4 separate regions of the Sus scrofa genome follow, and regions 2, 3 and 4 are each linked to region 1. Evidence: chromatin contacts called from public Hi-C and HiChIP or PLAC-seq data. All regions are on one chromosome and are shown on one strand. Each heading gives the region's core, a stretch centred on a gene start, on an enhancer-like site or on the middle of the called end of the contact. The rest is flanking DNA. Distances are from core to core; before and after follow the strand shown. Region 1 overlaps PADI4 (protein-arginine deiminase type-4). Region 2 overlaps PADI2 (protein-arginine deiminase type-2). Region 3 holds the start of PADI2 (protein-arginine deiminase type-2). Region 4 has its middle 18 kb from the start of PADI2.

What was found. A called contact is a pair of places that touch in the nucleus more often than the background predicts. HiChIP or PLAC-seq counts read pairs in DNA pulled down with a chosen protein or histone mark.
Region 2: an H3K27ac HiChIP or PLAC-seq map of alveolar macrophages shows a contact between it and region 1. The contact joins two enhancer-like sites. A contact is called at or near these places in 1 of 47 Hi-C or Micro-C datasets (liver) and 1 of 2 datasets of contacts at active chromatin or transcription factors (alveolar macrophages).
Region 3: a Hi-C map of alveolar macrophages shows a contact between it and region 1, with 3 times the contacts expected there. The contact joins the promoter of PADI2 here to the enhancer-like site in region 1. A contact is called at or near these places in 1 of 5 promoter capture datasets (liver), 27 of 47 Hi-C or Micro-C datasets (adipocytes, adipose tissue, alveolar macrophages and 16 more) and 2 of 2 datasets of contacts at active chromatin or transcription factors (alveolar macrophages and skeletal muscle).
Region 4: a contact with region 1 is called in a Hi-C map of embryonic fibroblasts, with 2.2 times the contacts expected there. The contact joins two enhancer-like sites. A contact is called at or near these places in 1 of 5 promoter capture datasets (liver), 27 of 47 Hi-C or Micro-C datasets (adipocytes, adipose tissue, alveolar macrophages and 16 more) and 2 of 2 datasets of contacts at active chromatin or transcription factors (alveolar macrophages and skeletal muscle).

The regions. Positions count from the first base shown.
Region 1 is chr6:75,945,690-75,949,147 of Sscrofa11.1, forward strand. It overlaps PADI4 (protein-arginine deiminase type-4), which reads left to right. Exons shown (of 16, transcript XM_021095428.1): 3 at 1,751-1,817; 4 at 3,320-3,387. Among named protein-coding and RNA genes, the nearest start is that of PADI4, 12 kb to the left of the region's middle. Within about 2 kb of position 1,937, at least 9 of the 83 cell types and tissues checked have an H3K27ac peak or open chromatin away from gene starts, as enhancers often do. A contact at or near this core is called in alveolar macrophages and embryonic fibroblasts, where this site is marked.
Region 2 is chr6:75,714,693-75,718,150 of Sscrofa11.1, forward strand. PADI2 (protein-arginine deiminase type-2) reads right to left here. Exons shown (of 16, transcript XM_003356166.4): 7 at 1,302-1,480. Among named protein-coding and RNA genes, the nearest start is that of SDHB, 38 kb to the left of the region's middle. Within about 2 kb of position 1,704, at least 3 of the 83 cell types and tissues checked have an H3K27ac peak or open chromatin away from gene starts, as enhancers often do. A contact at or near this core is called in alveolar macrophages, where this site is marked.
Region 3 is chr6:75,754,351-75,757,808 of Sscrofa11.1, forward strand. It overlaps PADI2 (protein-arginine deiminase type-2), which reads right to left and starts at 1,627. Exons shown (of 16, transcript XM_003356166.4): 1 at 1,362-1,627. The coding sequence starts at 1,453.
Region 4 is chr6:75,772,002-75,775,459 of Sscrofa11.1, forward strand. No RefSeq gene overlaps it. Among named protein-coding and RNA genes, the nearest start is that of PADI2, 18 kb to the left of the region's middle. Within about 2 kb of position 1,725, at least 27 of the 83 cell types and tissues checked have an H3K27ac peak or open chromatin away from gene starts, as enhancers often do. A contact at or near this core is called in alveolar macrophages and embryonic fibroblasts, where this site is marked.

The DNA.
Region 1 (3,458 bases), core at 687-3,186:
GATGGAAACTATTCCATTAAGAATGGATCAGCGGAGTTCCTGTCGTGGCGCAGTGGTTAACGAATCCGACTAGGAACCATGAGGTTGAGGGTTCAGATCCCTGACCTTGCTCAGTGGGTTAAGGATCCGGCGTTGCCATGAGCTGTGGTGTGGGTTGCAGATGTGGCTCAGATCCCACATTGCTGTGGCTCTGGCGTAGGCTGGTGGCTACAGCTCCGATTACACCCCTAGCCTGGGAATCTCCATATGCCATGGGAGCAGCCCTAGAAAAGGCAAAAAGACAAAAAAAAAAAAAAAAAAAAGAAATACAGACCTGGGGATTAAAGGTGGTTGGGGAGGGTGCAATCAGGGAACGCTTCCTGGGAGAAGCAGCAAGCTGGAGGATAGTATGCATGACCTGCTTAAGCAAGGGAAAGAGGAGGGCCAGCTCTATAGAGAGGTTGTGGTCTGTTTAGGAAATCCAGATAAAAGTGAGGGACGCGTGTGCTGTAGGGAAAGAAAGGAAAATGGAGAGAAGTCGGGGAGAGGGTGCCAGTGTTAGAGGGCTTGGCATCAGGAACTCTTCTCTTAGGGCGACAGGAAGCCAGTGAAAACCTTTCAGCCGGGAGTATCACCACCACCTCTCTGTGTTAGAAAGATCCACGGCTGCAGTGCCTCTAGGCAGTAGACGGGGGTAGGGCGCCCAGCCAGCCAGGAGGCTGATGCCACGATCCAGACACCGGTGATGGTGGCTGTGACACTTCCCTGGATCCCTGCCGTGTGTACAGGACAGGGCCAAACACCTCAGCGCATCCCCTTCGAGTGCCTCTCCTGCTGGTGTCAGCTCTTCGTTTTGCCCTGGGGGCCTCCCCTTCACCATCTTGCTTAGAAGTGTGGCTCCTGGTTCTCTGGCCGGCTGGGCTAACCGGATGCCTTCTTCCTGGATGGTGAACGCTGGGCAGTCAGGTTGGTGTTTCTTTCTTTTTTTTTTTTTTTTTTTTTTTTTTTTTTTTTGCTTTTTAGGGCCGCACCTGCAACATATGGAAGTTCCCAGGCTAGAGATAGAGTTGCAGCTGCAGCTGCTGGCCTATGCCACAGCCACAGGAACATGGGATCTGAGCCGTGTCTGTGACCTACACCACAGCTCACGGCAACGCCAGATACTTCACCCACTGAGTGAAGCCAGAGATCAAACCTGCATCCTCATAGATACTCGTCGGGTTGTTACCACTAAGCCACAACGGGAACTCCTGGGTTGGTGTTTCTTAATCTCAAGAGCACCTGCCCTGCAGAGACCAGCATCACCCAAAGCTCTCACTCTCCAGACCCTCGAAGGTCCCAGGCTCCAGCCTTTCTGGGGGTGGGGGGTGGGGGGGGTTCTTCAGGTCTCTTCCCACCCTCTGTTTGCCAGCCAGGTTCTGCGACTTATAATCAACACTCCCCTTGAATGCCTCTTCCCCCGCATCTCCAGGAGAGCAGCTGCACGCCTGCTCCCTTTCCAAGATCTACCTCAAAGGGTACCTCCCTGACACAACGCAAGCAGAGTAAGCCCCTGCATCCTTCGGCTCCCACGGGACCATCTTCTCTGCATCACAGTCACTCGAGTGTTTTGCTACCCCTCCACTCTGACCAACTGTGATGTTCCTAACAGGCGGGGAGCCCCAGCCATGTCTCCTCAGCATCCCCCTCTGAGCTGGCACATAGCAGACCAGTTAGTGTTTGTTGAATGACTAAGAGAAATCATCGTTTGTGGTTTGCTTTTGTCCTGTAGGTTCAGATTTCATACTATGGACCTGAGACCGCCCCAGTCCAAGCCCTGCTCTACATCACTGGGGTTGGTAAGTGATGCCCAGGATCTTGGGGCACTGCCCCCACCACCTCCACAGACACATCCCCAGAAGGCATCTTTCCAGAGAAATGACACCATGAAGCTTACTTTAGACCCGGCAGAGAAAAGGAGTATTTCTAACCAGTCATTCCTCAGTCCATGAGTCACACATACAACTGGGGAGCAGAGGGCATTTGCAGGAAGCTTCAATTATTTCTCAATATTTTATTTCTCAACTTAGGAAGTGGTACATGGATTTTCAATAAATGAGTCTCCATACCTTTTTGAAACCTCAAATATTTATGAGAACAAAATAGATGATAACACTGTCTTACACAATAATACAAACTGGTGTTCCCCCAATTTCATTATTTACATCCTATTTCATCATTTTTGCCATATCAATGATCTACTCATATGCGTATTTACTTAGTATTCTTCTTTAAAGTACATTTTTAACTTGATCCCATCTTGAACAATAACACCATGATATTATTATTACGTAAATGTTCATTAACTACATGAACAGCATGCGAAGACTTCATTAGTGAATTTCATTCACTTTTTTCACTGATCCATATGTTATTAATGCTAATAATAATAAAAATACAGCACTTGATCTATGCCAAGCACTGTGCCAAGAATTTACATTTAAACTTTACAACAACCCAATGACATGGGTACTATTAGTATGCCATTTTATGGATGAAGAAACTGAGGTATGAGAGGTAATCAGACTTACCCAAGATGACACAACCAGTTAGTGAAGGAGCCAGGAGGTCCAGACCCCCAAGGGCTATGGTCTCTGGCTCAATACAGATACGTGGCTATGGATCAGTTTGAAAGGTCATCCATCTGCTACTGTGAGCTCGCCAGGTTGCTACACAGTGTCATGGGAATGGTCTTGTACTCATTCGTTCTGATGAAGGGGATGCGTTTAGAAACAAAGGTGCAATTTCTCAGCCCTGCCACCGGGTTGGAGCAGAGTATGTGTAGGACCATGATTTGTCCCCCGTGTCATCACAACACACAGAATGAAGAGCCAGGTGGGGTAGGAGTAACCCCTGTGTCCCTCCACCCAAGGTCATGGGGCTGGAGATGAGGCCAGAGGCCTCTGAGAGCCTGTAAAATGTCCTTGCAAGGGCTTGGCACCATACGTCCATTGGGATGGCCAGGAACTCTTTCTGAAACCTCTGGGGTTGGGCCCCACTCAAGGAGAATGGGTGTGGTCAGAAGCCCTGGTTCTGCTGCCTGAATGGCAGCCAAACTCCTTCTTGGGAGACGTGGCGGTCTTTCAACCTGTGTCTCCTCTGAAGCAGGGTGGAGGGGGTGGGGGTGAGGAGTTGGGGGACAGGGATTGGGGGTATGGACTTGGGGGTAGGGGTGGGGGGTGGGGAAGAAGCCTTTGCGCAGGCACGTCTCCTGGGGAAAGGACTGTCCAGCTGGGGCCAGACTCTGGGCCCCTACACTGTGCCCTTGCCAACCTTCTCCTCTTCCTCCCTGGGATTTCAGAAATCTCCCTGAGCGCAGACATCGCCCGCACTGGCAAAATAAAGCCCACCGGAGGCAGGAAAGACCAGGTAGGACTCAACCTCGACCTGCACCCCAGAAGCTCTCTTTACTTCACTGGGTTCTCCTTGCGCGTCCCCTG
Region 2 (3,458 bases), core at 454-2,953, 230 kb before region 1:
TCTTTTTAGGGCTGCACCTGCGCCCTATGGAAGTTCCCAGGATAGGGGTTGGAGCAGAGCTACCGGTTTACACCACAGCCACTGCAACTTGGGATCTGAGCCGCATGTGCAACCTATACCACAGCTTGTGGCAACGCTGGATCCTTAACCCACTGAGCGGGGCGAGGGCTCGAACCCGCATCCTCATGGATACTAGTCAGGTTCTTAACCCACTGAGTCACAATGGGAACTCCGAGTGTCATTTCTATGTTCCAGATGGGGACACAAAAGCACAAGGAGAAAATTCACTTGCCCAATGTCTCATAGCCCCTTCGCCTAAATCTAAGCAAGACCCACCCAGGTTCCCCTTCAACAGAGCCCGCATCGTCCTGCCCCAAAATGGTTTGGGGCTGAATTTGGGAGGAGATGCCATGTCTGAGGGGGGCAAGGACCCTCCATATAGATGAGGAAAGCAGGGTGGGCCTGAGCGGTGGGGGTCTGGGGCTGCAGGCTTTGAGGGGAGGTCCTGATGGGCCAGACACACCCCAAGCTGGGGGGCTTTGCCTCTACTGGGACAGGCACTCTCCTCTCGTCCAATCTCCCCACACCAAGAATAAAGGTGGGTGAGATGTTGGCCACAAGGAGGGGACATGGGCTGGGACTGGGATTTGGGGTTCAGCCCATGGTCAGAGGTGGGAGAACCCACAGTTAGGGTGAGGGGTCAGTCAGGGAGGGAAGAGCAAGGCACACAGGCAGTCAACAAACCTCTCGTGCGTGGCCCAGTTTGCTCCTCGCGCTAACCTCTGGGGCTCTGTGCCTCCGAACTAGGTCCACCCTCTGCAGGGAGGAGGGCAGACGAGGGGACAGGCATGAGGTCAGAAAACAAACACTGGGGGTTCCCGTTCTGGCTCAGCGGTAACGAACCCGACTAGTATCAGTAAGGCGGTGGGTTCGATCCCCAGCCTCACTCAGTGGGTTCAAGGATCCGGAGTTGCTGTGGCTGTGGCGTAGGCTGGTGGCTACAGCTCTGATTCAACCCTTAGCCTGGGAATTTCCATATGCCTCGGGTTCAGCCCTAAAAAGCCAAAAAAAAAAAAAAAAAAAAAAAAAAAAAAAGAAAGAAAAGAAAAGAAAAGTAGGTTCAGCAAGGAGCTGTGCTCTGGGACCCTGGTAGATCCTGTGGATGGTGGGGCATGTAGGTCTCCAAGCCTGGATCCCCACCCCTTAGGGCTTCAAGGGGAGAGAAGCACAGTGGGGACTCCTGGGAATGGCCCTCCAGAGGAGACCCCGCTCGGCCCCCGGTGGCGACCTGGAGCCCTCACCTCTGCCATATACTCCAGCAGGCTGACATGGATGGAGACCAGGCCCGAGAAGCTCTCGTCGGGAAAACGCAGCCCTTCCACGAAGAACAGCAGCTCCGCGGAGCCGCCTGTGTACTTGACCACGTGGTAGAGCTTCTGCCGGCCCAGGATGTGGATGTAGCGCTGGCCGAAAAACGGGTCTGGGGGGAGAAGGACCGACGTCAGGCCCCACTGCCAACCAAGAAGCGGTGTGTGGGGCCGGGTCACTGATGGGGACAAGACGGCAGAGTCACCCGTCCTCTAGACACAGAGAGGAAAGCACAAGCAGGAAGTGCCACCAGAAGGGCCGTGGCCTGGTCACTGTCCCAGCACTGCTGTGCCCTGGGCATGTGGCACCGAACCAGACACCCTCTCTGGCTTCTGGCTTCCTCATCTGCAAAGTGAGCTGTCTCTCCCAGGAAGGGCCCGTGACATGACAGCAGGCGTGGGCTGGGCAGCCAGGGGCGTGAGGAAGGAAACGATTGCTCCTAGTTGATAGAGGAGGAAACTGAGTCTCCAAAGGGAGAAATGGCTCGTCGGAGTCATAGAGCCAGTAAGTAGCTGAGCTGGACTCAAATCCATGGCTAATTCTGAACCCCAACCCTCCCTCGTCCCTTTTTTTTTTTTTTTTTAAGGGCTGTACCCATGGCATAAGGATGTTCCCAGGCTAGGGGTTGAAACAGAGCTTCAGCTGGCGGCCTATGCCACAGCCACAGCAATGCCAGATCCAAGCCACATCTATGACCTACACCACAACTCACAGCAACACCAGATCCTTAACCCCCTGAGCGATGCTGCCAGGGATCAAAACCGCATCCTCATGGATACTAGTCGGGGTCATTACCGCTGAGCCACAGTGGGAACTCCCCTTCCTGTCCTTCATATAAATAAGACACCATTGTGCCCATTTATGCCAAAAATCCCCCTCCAGGTAATGGCAGCCATATTGGCGTGTGGGTCTCTGGCTGCGCATTTTTGCAGCTGGGAGGAAAGGCAGGTGTCCCTGCCCTCCTGCCCGACCAAACTGGCCAGCCCTTCATAGTGCTGTTCCCTCTTCTTGGAAGAATTGTGTTCCTCCTTCTGCCAGGCCTTGCTTGGTGTCACTTCTGGGAATTGTGCTGAACTTCCCAGAGAACAAGCCAGGGGCTCTGACCGGAGCTTCTGTAGCCCCCGTCCTTTCCCATCACAGCCTTTATTTTATTTATTTTTATTTTATTTGTTTTGTCTTTTTGCCATTTCTTGGACTGCTCTCGCAGCACATGGAGGTTCCCAGGCCAGGGGTCCAATCGGAGCTGTAGCCGCTGGCCTACACCAGAGCCACAGCAATGTGGGATCCGAGCCACGTCTGCGACCCACACCACAGCTCATGGCAACGCCGGATCCTCAACCTACTGAGCAAGGCCAGGGACCGAACCCGCAACCCCATGGTTCCCAGTCGGACTCGTTTACCACTGCACCACGACGGGAACTCCACCATCACAGCCTTTAAATGGATATGATCTCGGTATTTAGTTGTTGGCCTCGAGAGACTGTGTGCGGGCAGAGACGGGCCCGGCTGGGCCTGTGCAAGCTGCGTTCATGAATGTGGACTGAACGAACCAATGGCTCCCACGCTATGCCTTGTGGGAGAATTTTCAGGCCTGTTCAGAGCACATGTATGGCATTACCGCTCTGTGAGCACATGGGCAAGGCCCTTGGGGGAGACAGAGGTGGTCAGGGTGCAGCCTCTAGAGTCTAAGAGCAGAGTTCAGCTGATGATAAGACAGCGCAGGTGCGGGAAGCATTACACTGGAGCTCCGGGGTGAGAGAACCCCTGTTTAGTGGGGGTGAGGGGGGCAGGGAAAGGAAGGTCGGTGGGGGGTGTTTGAGCAGAGAAAGGCAGCCTTTGAGACCCCCTTCAGGTGGCAGAGGTGGGGTGCTGTGAAGAGAGGAAATACTTGCATTGCCAGGGGCATGGAGGTAGGACCCTATGCAGTTCCAGAAGGAGCTTCTTTATGCCCTGTAGAGCTGGAAGGGCAGAAGCAGGCTCAGCTTAGTACGATTGTCAACAACAATGATTAATGACCCGACACCCACGGGCTAGAACATGTAACTAGAACAGTCCTGGCATGAATAGGGTGCTTGATTACAACTGGCAAA
Region 3 (3,458 bases), core at 377-2,876, 190 kb before region 1:
GTCATTTGCCCTAGGGGAAGGACAGCGCCTGCTGAGGAGGTGGCAGAAGACTGGCCCCACAGAGCTGCCAGGGCCACTGGAGGTGACAGAGAGCATGGGCTGGGGAGGGTGTGTGGAAAGACCCAGGGATGGGGTTTGGTGGGGGCCTGGGAGAGGCAGGGTGCTCCGGATGACAGAATGATGTGGGAGCAATAGGCCACTTCGGCACCTCCAGCTTAGCCCAAGGCACAGAGAGGCTAAGGGACATGCCCCAGGGTATCAGCATGGGGTCCCAGCCCTGAGCCCAGCATGCTCCCTCCTCTCACCACTGACCCCTCCCACGCTAGCAATGGGGAACATTTCAAATGCTTGGAATAGAGGTTCTGCAGGATCCCGTCCAAGACCCTCGGCCCTGCATTCACACCAGCCGCACTTTGCAAGGCCTGCCCCAAGCATCGCAGGGAGATGGCTCCTTGGACTTGGCTGCTTCCCGGGGGCGGGGCTGGGGGCTGGAGGTAGGCCCTGACTTCAATTCCCTCACCCCATGTCCTACTGTCTCAGAAATCCTGCACCCCACCAAAGTTCATGGACAGGAGCAAAGGGCCGGTGGCAACAGGGTCCTGAATCAGGAGCTCTCCTCTGACAAAGATCCCAACTGCACCACCTCGGTTTGCGGGAACAAAGTCCCTCCCTGACCCCAGGGTGAAGTCAAGGGAAGGCATTTGGGGACATGGAGCTTATGGCCAGTGCCTGGGGACAGGCAATCACCAGCAGCCCCCACAGGGTGAAACTGGAGCTTAGGCAACCCCTAGAGCCAGATTCCACCACTGGGCAGCTCCCCTCTGGCCCAGTCTCAGCCTCCAGCAAATCCTGCAGGAGGCTCAGCTGATCTGGGAGTGGGGCAAGGCGCTGAGTTGAGGTGGGTGGTGAGTCAGTAGGGTCTGAGGAGAAGGGAGGGGGCATAAGGGACGTGTGGGGTGGGGGGAGCGGGGAGGGAAAGAGGGGAGGATGACTAGGAAGTTGGAAGGTGCTGAGGTTGTCCTGGGAGAGGGACTGGGGAGGGTCCAGTGGGGGGAAGCCCGAGGTGAGGGGCGGGGTCTGGGAAAGGAGTAGCAAAGGGGGTTGGGGCCGTGTCAGGGCATCTGGGAAGGTCTCTAGATTTCTCGCGGAGGTTGACACAAGGTTTGGGGGTTCCCAAGTTTCTGCGGGAGGTTCTTAAGATTTCTGGGCGCGGGGGCCTCGGGGGCGAGGGATGACTCGGGCTGGAGGAAGGCTGCCCGCGTCTCCAAGTCCGGGGAGGGTCTCGGGATTTCTGGGGCTTAGATTTTGGGCCGAGCCCGGAGTTGGAGGGGGTCTCGGGCCAGCGCGGTGGCCCAGCTCACCTGTAGACATCGGTCCAGAGGTGCGTGCCCAGCACGTACACCGCCTCAACGCGGCTCCCGTACTGCAGCCGCACGGTCCGCTCGCGCAGCATCTTCCTGGCAGAGCACAGCCCTGGGTGGGTCCTCGTTCGTCCCCGTCCGCCCGGAGCACCTGCGGCAGGTGAACCCTCACCAGCTGTCCGCAGTCGCCCGGCGCCGGGCTCCGCCTTTATCCTGCCGCCGGTGGGCGGGGCGGCCCGTCGGCTGGCGGGGCGGCCCGTCGGCCTCCCTTGCAATGGGCCGTGGGCCTGTCCGTCAAGCGTGACCACGCCCCCAACTCTTTCCGCTCCCTCGTGGTCTGGGTGAAGTCAGCAGTTGCAAGGTCCCTCTTTTTCATGGTTGATTTACTCATTCTTTCATTCCACACACTTTCCGTGGGCCCCCAACTGCCCGGTGCCAGGACGCAGGGCCAGTCTCCCTTCCGGGCGACCCCAGCCCTACCGGGCAGGTAATGCAAATGTGGAGCTGGCTTCGGGGCGGGGACAGGAAGGAGGTGGAGGGAGCCCAGACCAGAGGGTGCCCTAAATCAGCCCAGGCTCCGGGACCTGAGCCTTCTTAAAGAAGGCGTTTGCAAAGTAAGTGGAAGGGAGGAGAGGAAGCTGACCAAACCAGGAAGCCAGATACCGCCTGACACCCACTCAACTCAACAATCAGATCAGAATTAGAGGGAAAATGGGGAGGGGGCGGGGGCGGGGAACTCTGCAGCCTGCGGCGCCAGAATGCAAGCCAGGGCTTCGGTAGGTGGGCGATGAGAGCCTTGGCACGGCTTCCTCAGCGAGGAGTGGTCAGGGCTGGAAGTGAAGGAGGCCATTCTGGCTGCCTGGGTGGAGGCGCCCCTGGGGAGGGTGGGTGAAGCCTCCTGCTGGGGCTGCAGAGAGCCCTGGAGAGAAGGAATTGATCTACCTGTGTTCGTGGACTGAAATATTGATGTTCCAGTGGAAGGACCGTGAGGGGGTACCATTCTGGCCTGGGCCACTGGGCAGAGGCGGGGGCCACTGCAGAGGTCGCCCTGTGTCCTGTGGAGGCCAAGGGGGGGCAGAAGAACATGCAATGGGGGCCTGAAGCCGCCCCCGCCCCCTCCCAGACCCTTCCAGCTCTGAAGCCAAGCGGGGGCCTGTTCAGATAATTCATATATGATGGAGTGGTCCTTGGTACAAGGGGCAAGAGAGGCATGAGAGCGCAGAGGTTATGAGAAGGGCGTGGCAGGCCGGAGTGTTGGGGCGGGGGGATGGGCGCCCTGGTGCATCTGAATAAGAGGGTCGAGTCTCACAATTGCCTGGCGCTGAGGCGCACCCAGGCTCTGACCCCAGTGGCCTCCTCGAGGCGGCCCAAATTAGGAGATGGACAAGAGCCCAGCTGCTCCCGGGGAGCTGGGACCCAGAGGAATGTGGGTGGGGAAAGGGGAAGACCCAGGGAGACGCTGGTAACGTTTGATGGACGCCGGGACGGCTGAGTGCACCATCCAATCAGGATGCTGGGCGGCCACCTGCCAAAGAAGCAAAAAACCTGTGCTGCTCAGAGCTGATTTCCAGGCCCCTGAAGTGGGTTCTTGTCTGGGCATACCTCGACTGGAATTACATTTCTTTTACAATTTATCTTACTGAGGTATAGTTGATTTACCATGTTGTGTTAATTTCAGCTGTATGGCAAAGTGATTCAGTTAGACATAAATACACATTTTTTTTCATATTTAAAACAAAATTTTGGGAGTTTCTGTTGTGGGTCAGTGGGTTAAGAATCGGAGGCGGGGCCTTGATCAGTGAGTTAAGGATCCTGTATTGCTGCAAACTGGTGTAGGTCACAGATGTGGCTGGGGTCTGGCCTTGCTGTGGCTATGGTGTAGGCTGGCAGCTGCAGCTGCAATTTGACTCTAGCCTGGGAACCTCCATATGCCGCAGGTACAGTCCTAAAAAGTAAAAAGAAAAAATTTTTTTTTAGTTGTGCCCGCAGCATGTAGACGTTCTCTGGGTCAGGGACTGAACTGTACTGCTGCTGTCGCAACGCCAGGATCCTTAAGCCGCTGAGCCACAACGGAACGTCCTCTTTTTCATTTTCTTT
Region 4 (3,458 bases), core at 475-2,974, 170 kb before region 1:
TTAGACCCAGGTCCACCTGATTCTCTTGCTATCCTTTCAGTCTCAATGGTGGGCCTTGGTGAGGACCAAACCAGCCACATCAAGTGTTCAGTGTAAGACTCGGCACACAGTAAGTGCTCAATAAATACACCATTCCTTTCCTTGCTTGCTGGGGTGACTTCTCTCAGAGCGAAAACCTTATCCCCCACCACCACCAGGCTAGATGATCAACTCCCCCACTCCTCCCCCAGCCCTTCCCTCCAACCTGTCATCGGCTCCAGCTGGGGGGAAATCAGACACTGGCCTCACCCCACCCTTGACCCTCATCTTCACCATCATCTAAATGTGTCTCAGCAAAGGCAATCCACCCTCTTTCAGGGAGTTTTCCTAGATGGGCACCTCCCTGCCTCTTCCAGAGATCAGGTTCAACACCAGGTTCAATTGGTTTTGCACGTGTCCAGGGAGGCTGTGTGCCTGGAGCCAGAGGCACCCTGCCCCCCAGCCCCCGCCCCCGAGATCTTCAGCTAATGTTCTATGTCCGGTAGTGGCTTTGGCATTTCCCGAGTTCTCTAACCTCATTCTCACAACAGCCCTTTGGGGGGGGGGATACTTTTTTCTTCCCATTTTGCAGATGGGAGACTGAGGCCCTGAGAAATAAAGTGCCTTGTAGGCTTGAGGTGAGCCCGAAGAAAGAAGGGGGCTGCCACCTCTGCCCAGGGGTACGAAGGGCACATCCTGGTGGAGGGGATGTTTGGGGAGACCCTCGAGTGGACCGCCTGTCAACAGGCAGAGGTCGGGAGGTGAGGAGAGAGGGAAGGGGCCAGCCGGGCAGGAAACTGTATGGACAAGGTCCATGTGATTGATCAGTTTTAATTTTTTAAATTAAAAAACTTTAATTTTTGGAATTCCGATCATGGCTCAGTGGTTAACGAATCTGACTAGGAACCATGAAGTCGTGGGTTCGATCTCTGGCCTCGCTCAGTGGGTTAAGGATCTGGCATTGCCATGAGCTGAGGTGTAGGTTGCAGACGCGGCTTGGATCTGGTGTTGCTGTGGCTATGGTGTAGGCTGGCAGCTACAGCTCCAATTAGACCCCGAGCCTGGGAACCTCCATATGCTGTGGGTGTGGCCCCAGAAAAGACAAAAAGACAAAAAACCTTATTTTTTATTTTTTTATGGGGGCTGCATCTGCACCACAAGTAAGTTTCCAAGGCTAGGGGTCAAATCGGAGCTGCAGCTGCCAGCCTACGCCATAGCCACAGCAACTTGAGATCCAAGCTGTGTCTGTGACTTACACCACAGCTCATGGCAATGCTGGGTCCTTAACCCACTGAGCGAGGCCAAGGATCAAACCCACGTCCTCATGGATACTAGTCGAATTCGTTTCCACTGAGCCACAATGGGAACTCCTACTAATGTTTTTTATTTTTAGCAATTTAGCACCGTCAGATTCCCTAATCCTAACACTTTATTAGGCTTAGATCTTAGATTTCTTCCGCTCTAAGCGTCTATTAACCCAAGAGCTTAGACACTTGGAGGTTCTATAATTCACACATGCTGAGGAGCCTTTGTGCCTCAGATCCTGTAATTTGCAAATTCTATGATTAATTTCCAGAAGATGCCGAGTGTGTGGGTGGGGAAGGCAAGGACAGGTCTGGCCCACAAGCAACAAGTCTCACCACCTTCCCCTGCCCCCCTCCCCCCTTCCTCAAGTATCAACTTCCCAGGCCTGAGTACAGAAGAGGAATCAGGAAATACTTACACAATGACGGATGTTTGGGCAACAAAGGACAGGGCTGGCTTGGGGGTTGGGGTTTGGACTGGGGGTTACTCTGGGCCAGGTGCAGGGCTCATCTTGGCACAGTTAACAGGAAAGGGTCAAATGCATTTGTGGGAAGCCCACATAAAGTTAGAGGTAAAAGGTTGAGCATTTGTGCCTGTATTTGAAATGGGAACCCTGCCAACATCATCATGCAATGGAGTCAGACCTGCAGTCTAGCCCCAGGGCTTCTGTGGAGGCAGGATAAACCAAAACGGGGGTCGTAGACAACCAGATAGTAAATGTTTTAGGTGCCATGGACCAAGATACATATTGTGTCTTTCAGCACAGATATAATGTCACTGCATTATGCACACAATCCTTTGCCAACTAATTAGAATAATACATACTCCACTCTGCCTTAAAAGTGCAACATCTAACTATCATGGATGAATGGATCAACAAAATATGATACATACATACAATGGAATATTATTCAGCCTTAAAAGGAAGGGGATTCTGACACATGCTACTCTTGCAGAAACCGTAGCAGCGGAAAGCGGCACTCCGGCACTCCGAGATACGGAATAGCTAGGTTTATTCAGCACCGGTGTGGGCTCAGAGGCGTTGCCTCCAGAGTCTGAGCACCAGGTCTTTGTTCTGGGTGGCTTTTGTACAATACAGACGTCCCAGTCTTGTTCCCCCCATCCCGAAACTGGCCCGCCCCCTCCTCCCCTGAGCAGACAGTGTTCCTGCCTAAGAAGCTGAGTAAACAAGATTACAAAAACGAAACTGATAAGCAATGGTGAGCACTGCTAGCTGAGCTGCTAGCAAGGACTTAAGGCACGTGGTTGCCACAAGATGACAAGAAGGGTGGTATGGGGGGAGCGAAGCTGCTGTCAGGCACATAGCTGCCTCTTCAGCTGGGCGGGGGGTGGGGTGGGGAGGCAGGATAGGGAGTTATTGTTTGATGCGTGCAGAGTTTCAGTTCTGCAAGGTGAAGCATTCTTGGGGGTGAGGGTTGTAAAACCATGTGAATGTACTTAATGCCATGGAACCATATACTTAAAAATGGTTACAATGGTAAATTTTATGTTTTGCGTATTTTACCACAATTAAAAAAAAAGTGCACAAGTTCCCACTGTGGTGCAGTTGGGATTGGCGGTGTCTCTGGAGCTCTGGGCTGCAGGTTCGATCCCTGGCCCTGCATAGCTGCGGTGTAGGCTGCAGCTGCGGCTCAGATCTGATCCCTGGCCTAGGAACTCCACGTGCCAAAAAAGAAAAAAAAAAGTGCAACATTCAACATCCGCTTTTCCGTTTTTGACATGATGGGTCTGCACTGGCAATAAAAAAATAAAAGGCTGCACCATGGTGATGTGCATGCTATCAACCTATAGCTGTGCCACTGTTTGTCATGCTCAGATAAACCCAAACTAAGGGACATTCTATGAAAAAAACTCCCTGGACTCTTCAAAAATGTCAATGTCATGAAACACAAAGAAAGTCTGAGGAACTGCTCTAGAGTAAAGGACACTAAAGAGATTTGATGGCTGGATTTGATGAATGACCTTGGATTTTCTTTTGCTGAAATATATTATTTTGACCACTGGTGGAATCCCAGTGAGATCTGTGGGTTAGAGCATAGTGTTGTATCAATGTTAATTTCCTGATCTTGATTGTTGCATTGTGGTTGTGGAAGAGAATGCCATACGTTTAGGAA